Regions from separate parts of the Mus musculus genome. Here region 2 is linked to region 1. Evidence: chromatin contacts called from public Hi-C data. All regions are on one chromosome and are shown on one strand. The core of a region is the stretch at or near the end of the contact, and the rest is flanking DNA. Distances in the headings are between cores, read along the strand shown.

Region 1 (4,110 bases), core at 1,037-3,536:
GAAGGGGCTCTTTTCATGGTTGTTTTACATATCATACTATTAATTGCATGCTGTGGTCAAACATTTGATGATTTTTCAATGTCTGTTATAACTTTTACAGAGGGTAAAAAAATAATTAAGAAAATAATTAGGGTAGTTTCGCTGTTATTGAAGGAAGAGATCAAGCAGGAGAGACTTCTAAAGACTCCCAGGCAGGCTCTGGCATGGGTGTTAGTTGGTGATGGCGTGGGTGACAGTCTTGTCACTGTTGTCAGTCACAAGATGGAAGGCCACTCGCTGGTTTAGTAGATGAGCTTGAGACAATTTTCATTGCCTAGTGTAAGTTCAGAGTCATCCGCTGGGTCTTCGCTCTTACAGACAGAGTTCTGTTGATGGATAAGTTCGCTCCAATTGGCTGTCAGACTCCTAAATAAAGAACCATCTACTGGAGCCTTGTAAAGGGAGCCCATTGGATTTCAGCATCTGATCGGCAAGTTCAAAAAGAAACTGAATCCTGACGGTTCATTTTTATAGGACTCTCTAGGAAAGCTTTAAAAAAAAAAAAAAAAAACTTTGTTGATGTTCTGAATAAAGCTGATAGAAAACCGAATAAAACCCTAAACTGATGTTGATGGCAGAGTATCTGGCCGCCTTCTTCAGTCAGGGAGCAGGTGATTAAGGTGTTCACCTTGGAATTAGCTATTGCTAAGAGGAAGGACTGAAAGCCAGGGTACAGCGCATGGCCAGCTGAACTAGCACTCAGGCCCCACACCAAACCAGGTAGGAAGGCTAAGGTAAAAAGCTCACCTTGTACATATATGTCAGTCTGGGAGATGTAGGGAAAATGATTAAAGAACAATTATTTGATAATAATTAGGATATTTTAGTCATGGTTGAGAGATAAATTTTAAGTTTTTAAAACATGAATTCTATGAATCACTTGTGTCACATAATAATCAAATTTTTGTGTCCAAACATTATTAGCATAATAATTAAGTTTTGCATAAATTATGTAATAATTCCTTTGAGCTGTAATGGACAGTCTACATGCAGATACACTTTGACACACACACACATACACACACACACATATTAATTTATGAAAAATAAAAAGATACAGAGGTTTTGTTGAAATTTCTACCTAAAGTTAGTTCCAAGCTGGCTGTGGGGTGTACTTCTGGAATCCTAGCACTCAAGAAGCTGAGACCGAACAATGGCAAGTCCATGGCCAGCCTGGGCTATACAGATTGATTTTCTCTCTCAGAAAAGATATGCTAAGTCTGGGGAGATGACTTGGTCAGTAATGTGCTTCATAGAAGCGTGGAGACTGAGTTCCATTCTCAGAACCAGCACTTTAAAAGCCCAGGAGTGGAGTGTGCACCCACACTCCCAAACCTGGGGACATGGAAACAGCTGCCCGTGGGGCCTAAGAGCAAAGCTGCACCACACTGGAGAAATCAGGAGGGACAGGCGAGGTTGTCCCGAGGCCGCCACATGCATTTGCACGCATGTGCTTCCAAACCCTATACATGTGAACTCAAACACACAAGTGCAAGGAAGGTAGCAGGCAGCTGGCCCAAAGGAACATGAGCTTATTTGCTGGAGCCACTGAGCTACCGTAGCCTCTCAGCTACCCTGATCACCGGGTTGTTGCTTTGTTTCGTTCTGGTGTTTACTTAAAATTAAAGCACAGCAGTTACAACTAAAATTAAAGTTTAAATTTCATGACAGTAATTCTTGCAGGGTTTTTGAAAGCTGTTGTCTGGAAGTACAGGTGTTATTAAATAAACATCACCCTCGTGGGCTCAGTCAGATAATCGCCTCGTGAGGAGATATACATCAGGAAAACAACTTTGTTTTTAAAAAATAATAATATTAAATGATTTTATGATTTTTTTCCATTCATTGTTCCTCATCTTCTCCTGTGTTTCAGAAAGGTATACACGAGTGGAACTTCGGTGCTTCCTCTGTCAGGGGAGTGAGGTAAGGCTCCCTGGGCCATTTGGTGTACTTAGAAGACACGCTCCTGAGATATTCATAGCATATTTTATTAAATTAAATCATAATTTAAATTTGAAAAACATTTCAAGAACCGTTCTTTGTTATAAAGACTCAGCCTTCAGCCTCTCTCCCTGCTGCGAACGGTGCCTCACCATCATAGATCCTTGAGCTGACCCCATGCTTGTGACTCCGGGGTAAATGTGAACTGTGGCCTGGAGTCAGCATGTGGCTACAAGGGAGCCGTGTAGAGGTCTTCTCCCGCTGGCTGAGCTTTTAGTTAAGGCTGTAAGATGGCTTCCTGACCTTTGTGTTACCAGGATCTGTGGATCCAAGCTCTGCAGGACATCAACCAGGCTACACCCTGAACTCGAATTAATGATGACATACAAATAGGAAATTCATTAAATTTTCCCCCAAGGTTACTGTTGATGCAATTATGTTTGTGAGGTCACAGTGACAAGCCAGTTCAGTTCTAAAACTTTGTCATAATGCCAATGACTCAGAAAAAGAAAAAAAAAGTGCTCTCTCCTGGGGATTAGAAATAAGGTTATGGGTCAGAATCCAATGTCAGCAGTTAAGTGTTTGAAACTTTGTTGTCTAGAAGTCCGGGTCTCTAGACTCATTCAACATTCAGACCAAATTCTGTTTACTACTGTTTGTCCCCACCACCACCACCACCCCCCCCCCACCACCCCCATGGAAATGGGAGACAACAAACAGACTTCTGCAGGCGGGTTGTGCAATATCCTGTTGCTTTTGCAAGGACTGTAGTTGGTTTTGTTAGAGCATGAACTGGTAGAGTAGTGAGTCACAGATAATTTTAGTTTCCCCGGTAGAGCTACCTGTTACCTCATGAGTGATTGAATAGAAGCAAGCGAGATGAAGCGGCTGACTCATGTCTTTCCAATCAATACCTTCTCAAAGCTCTAAAAGCTTAATATTCAACTGCTAAAGCACTCGTCAGCAAGGTGCTCCTGACTTACTGCTGCCTTCTTCAACAGTCCTTCCACTATAGTTGCTCTGCATTTCCATTCCACCTCAACAGAGCTGTTTTACAATGAATTAGCCCTTGTTAATTAGGCCTGGCAGCCCATCCTTACCGTTCTCGTGACTCACGGCGTGTACATAGCATACCTCCTGCCATCTGGTGATTGCTGGTTCTGCTTTGTAACTTCAAAGACTGTCACCTTTACCTGGCTTCCTCCTCTATAAAGAAAGAGTGACAAACCGAGGAACAACCCAACCAGCTCTACAGTTTGCCTGGCATCACCCATGTACCCAGCTCAAGTCAGTGGCATTTATTGAGCACCACCTGTGTACCATATTGAGTCCTATTCTGCTAGAGATTTATAGGTGGCGAAGCTAGCAAGTCCTCTTGAATAATTTGCAGTCAGATGGGAAGGGGAACAACCAGTGATGGTGTGGTGTGAGGTGAGCAATGGCTTACTAGAAATGCATTTAGAGCCGAGAGCACAAAGCCTTTCTTCCTGGAGTAGAGATAGGGTAGCTAGGGTAGGGGAGGGCTCACCTGGCCTGAGATGATGATGACAGTCTTTTTTTAAATCTTGGAAAATAATAAAGTCTAGCCATGGTGACACACACCTGTAATCCTTGTACTCGGGAGGCCGGATCAAGAAAAACCTGAGTTCAGGGTCAGCCTGTGCTTTGTAGTGAGTGTGGGCTCACCCTAAGGCACACAGGAAGGCCATTTCTCAAAAACCAAATGAAGCTGCGTGTCCCCAAATGAAGAAAACCAAAGGTGACTGAATAAGGCTTGATAAGTTACGTTCATGGGCCAAATAGGGACCTTTGCTTGTTTTATCAATAAAGTTTTGTTAGACAACAGCCATGATCTCATTTGTAGCTAAGGCTTCCATGCTCCAATAGCAGAACTGAATGGTTTGGCCTGTAAAACCTAAAATATTTAACTATCAGGCCCATTACAGAAAACATTAGCCAACTTTTGGCATAAACCACCTAGCTTACCAAACTCCAAAGTCTTCATGTTGTTCTGCAGTAAAGCACTTGTTGTGTCCAGTTCAAGCTGGTCCACATTGCTTTGCTCCTTTAAAATCTCTATGGCTGGGCTGGAGAGATGGCTCAGTGGTTAAGAGCACCGACTGTTCTTCC
Region 2 (4,110 bases), core at 1,147-3,646, 210 kb after region 1:
TTTTAATCTTTCTTTCTTTGTTTGTTATACATAAGTACACCGTAGCTGTCTTCAGTCACTCCAGAAGAGGGCATCAGATTTTGTTACGGATGATTGTGAGTCACCATGTGGTTGCTGGGATTTGAACTCGGGACCTTAGGAAGAGCAGTCGGAGCTCTTAACCACTGAGCCATCTCACCAGCCCGAATTTTCACCATTTTAAGGTAGGCTTTAGGAGAGTCAGTTACCATTTTTAAGTGAAACTACAGCTCAGAAATGCTAGGAACCTGGAGTGTCACAACAGACCCCAGCCAGAGCCAGCTTTAGAATCCATGTGTGGTAGGTACCCGGGATTACCAGTTTCCTTTGTCAGGGCCCTACAGACCTGCTCAGGTGTACTGGCCGGTTCTGTGTCAACTTGACAGAGCTAGAGTCAACAGAGATAAGGGAGCCTCATTGAGAAAATGACTCCGTAAGATTCAGCTGTTCAGCTTGTTCTTAATTAGTGATCAATGCGGAAGGGTCCAGCCCACTATGGAAGGTTTCATCTGTAGTAGCTTTGAAGGGAAAGGTTTCCCCTACAGAAGCGTTTCAGCTCTTCCAACAGGAGGAGGTTTACCAAGCAAAAGGTATTATAGCTCTCCTTGGAGAGGTATCCTGGCAGTAGGAAGCCAAGGAATGCCACAGTCATACCACACAACAAACCTCACACGAGAGATTTATTGGGAGGAAAAGACCAGAAGACTGCCAATACTGGGGATAGAAGCAACCAAGTACTGAGCAGAACTCAAGCTTTATATATGGCTTCTTGGGGTGGGGATGGGGTGGGTGGGGAGGCGGGGAGATTTCCAGGGTGAGAATTGGTGGGGTTTCAGTTCCTAGTCTTGAGCTCAGGGATTGGTGGGGTTTCCTGTTCAGGGATCAATGAGATGTGTGTGTGTGTGTGTGTGTGTGTGTGTGTGTGTGTGTGTGTGTGTGTATGCTCAGGGATGGGGTTTTTGTGCTCAGGGATTGGTGGGCTCTTGTTTCTTGGCCCTGGTCTTGGGATCAAGTCAGGGTCAAAGTGCCCCCCCACCCTTTGGCCCTTTTACCCTACTCCATCCCTAGGCTGGTGGTTCTGGATTCTACAGACAGCAGGCTGAACGGACCATGACTAGCAAACCAGTGAGCAGCACCCCCCACAGCCTCTGCATCAGCTTCCGCCTCCAGGATCCTGCCTTGTCTGAGTTCCTGTCCTGGCCTCCTTTGATGATGAACAGTGCTATGGAAACATAAGCCAAATAAACCCTTTCTTCCTCGAGTTGCTTCGGTCATGGTGAAATGTTCTTTAATTTCTCTCTCAGCTCACAGAACTTTAGTTTCCTGTATAGAAGGCTCATACCTTTTCTTAGATTGTTAGATCTTTGTTATTTCTTAGTATCATTATAAATGGGTTATATATATATATATATATATATATATATATATATATATACACAGCTGGGCATGGTGGAGGCTGCAAAATCAAAAGTTTGAGCTTATCCTTGGCCCACACAGTGAGTTTGATGCCAGTCTGAACTACACTGTTACAAATAAATGAAACCAGGGTTGGGCAGATGCTCAGTGGATAAAGCGCGAGCTTGCCTAGAGGAAGCTGCCTGGCTAGAACCGCAAGCTCCGGCCGGTTCAGTCTGGACCATTGCCTCGGTAAAAACAGTGGAGAATAGTAGAGGAAGATACTGACATCAGCTTTGGGTCTTTATGTGCATATGCATGCACATGCGTGGATGTGTAAACATAAGCATGCACACAGCACTGAAACGGGATTGCTTGTGCATGCGCACACGCGCGCGCACACACACACACACACACACACACTCAAAGCCGACAACCAGATTTTGTTTTCTGTGGGAATGGTGACACAGACCTGTAATCCAGCCTTCAGGAGGTTGAGACAGGAGTACCTAGAGTTTGCATCCCTTCTGGGCTACAGAGTAAGAACTTATCAAAACAAATAAAAAACAACACCAAATAGAACACCTGCAGTGTACATTATAGTAACTGGTTTCTGGTAAGCGGAAATATTGCTCTTTTTTCCTTGTAATTTATCTTATACAAAAAATCGTATTAAACTGCAGACATTGAGGGAGCAGAATGGGACCCTGGGTAGTTAACTATTTTTCTTTAAAAAATGAAATAAAAAAGAATGTAGTATTTTAGCCACCAGATATAATATTTTAAAATGATAAATGTTATTGTTTGTGTCAATATTAATTGCCAGTTATGAGAATGGCAATGGGATTTATTTTAAAAAAAACAAAACAAAAGAAAACAAAACAAAAAAACCTAATTGAACAGCACGGCTAAGTCCCTACATCTCCAGGAGGTGGCGGCAGTGAGCTACTAGGACGATAGTTCAGTCCGTTTTCAGCGGCTGAGTCTGGTCATCTTCATTCCCTGAATTAGCTTGCTACCCTTTCCGGTAGACACGATCCTCACTGAGGCTGCCCAGTATAAGGGCTTCTGCTCCCCTAATTTTGATCTAGCTGGGCTACAATGCTCAGAGAGGGTCCCCTCAATTTACCCAGAGGGGATCCTTAGCTTCCCACGACTGACAAAAGGATTCGTCTCAAACTCAACTCACCGCCTGTAATGTACGAGCAGACAGGCAGGTGCACACTGTCCAATTATCTTTGCCTCTTCTGCTGCTGTGGCTTAAATGTCAGCAGTTTCTCGGGGAGAGGAAGGCAGGATTAGGGTCGGACCTCCCTTCCTGTATTATGGGCAGTTGTTCACCTTCTCATAGACAAAGCCCTTGGTTCTTGTCCACCTGAGTTGGAAGGCAAGTTTCCTGACAGGCCCTGGGCCTTGTCTCAGGGTTTCCTCCCAGGAATCTCTGTGAATCGTCAGTGGAATTGCAGTAAATGTTAAAGCAAACAAACAAAAATTCCCTGTAAATGCTGGGAAGACCGGAGCCGCCTGTGGACACTGAGTGTTCTACCTCTATCATTTCGATTGCTTCAATCCCTCTTTTGTTTGTTAGTGTTTGTGACAGGGTCTGCGTATATACTCCTACATGGTCTAGAACTAACACTGTAGCCTAGGTTGGCCTCAACCCCCCCCCCCCAAGTTCTGAAGTTATAAACATGAGTTACCACATCCAGCTGATAACCCCTTTTGAGTGACCATAATAAGGGGATACATAAAGCTTAAAATATAAACCACATCAGGAAGATCTAAGCAACAACTTATGACAAATTGACATGTGTACAATGAAATACATAACTGTAGTAAATCACATAGGTTACTGTCCAAATGACTGCAGATGATATTCAAGATAAAAACGCTCTATGGGTTTGCCTGATCTCGGTTGAGGTTCCCTCCTCTCAGATGACACTAGCTAGTGTCAAGGTGACATTAAAAACTAACCAGGACACAGCAATCCTGGTAGACAGCACTGTGTGCTCAGAACAGTTTCATTTAATTTCTCCATTTAATTGTCTGTCAACTTAGAAGCCTCTTGATCCTACATGCATGGGACAATCTCTACGCTATCTATTCTGGTTGTGGAACTATTTGTCCATACTTAAATCATTAACACACTTAAATGTAACTTTAGTTCATAGTAAGACTCAATGCTGGCTGCAGGTGGGTGCCTATGAGTTTGAGACCAGCCTGGTCTACAGAGTGAGTTCCAGGGCAACCAGGACTGTTACACAGAGAAACCCTGTCTCGGAGAAGAAAGGGAAGGAAGGAAGGAAGGAAGGAAGGAAGGAAGGAAAAGGGAGGGAGGGAGGGAGGGAGAGAGAGTGAGAGGGAGAGAGAAGACCTAAGTGGAATGAGTCCACCCCATCCATTCTTCTTTGTTCAGGCTCTTCTAGGTTAACTACATTTTCAAACAAAAGTTAAAATCAACTTGAGAATTCTCTCTCTCTCTCTCTCTCTCTCTCTCTCTCTCTCTCCTTTAGAAGTGTGGTTTTGTTGTAGTAGGTGTGGCCCGAGTCACAGTGGAGGTGATCTTAAAAGCTCAAGTCTGGCCAGGGTGTTTCAGTCTCTCCTGCTGCCTGTGGATCAAGATGTAAGAACTCTTTAAAGAAAAAAAAAAATTTATATGAGTACACTGTAGCTGTATGGAGCCTTGATGTGGTTGTT

The links. Hi-C and Micro-C count contacts between places; a contact is called where the count stands out from the background.
Region 2: a Hi-C map of the N1E-115 cell line shows a contact between it and region 1, with 3 times the contacts expected there. The contact joins two enhancer-like sites.

Annotation. Positions count from the first base shown.
Region 1 is chr10:20,074,570-20,078,679 of GRCm38.p6, forward strand. It overlaps Map3k5 (mitogen-activated protein kinase kinase kinase 5), which reads left to right. Exons shown (of 30, transcript NM_008580.4): 12 at 1,913-1,962. Among named protein-coding and RNA genes, the nearest start is that of Map7, 94 kb to the right of the region's middle. Within about 2 kb of position 2,287, at least 104 of the 459 cell types and tissues checked have an H3K27ac peak or open chromatin away from gene starts, as enhancers often do. A contact at or near this core is called in the N1E-115 cell line, where this site is marked.
Region 2 is chr10:20,288,210-20,292,319 of GRCm38.p6, forward strand. No RefSeq gene overlaps it. Among named protein-coding and RNA genes, the nearest start is that of Gm48249, 3.6 kb to the left of the region's middle. Within about 2 kb of position 2,397, at least 66 of the 459 cell types and tissues checked have an H3K27ac peak or open chromatin away from gene starts, as enhancers often do. A contact at or near this core is called in the N1E-115 cell line, where this site is marked.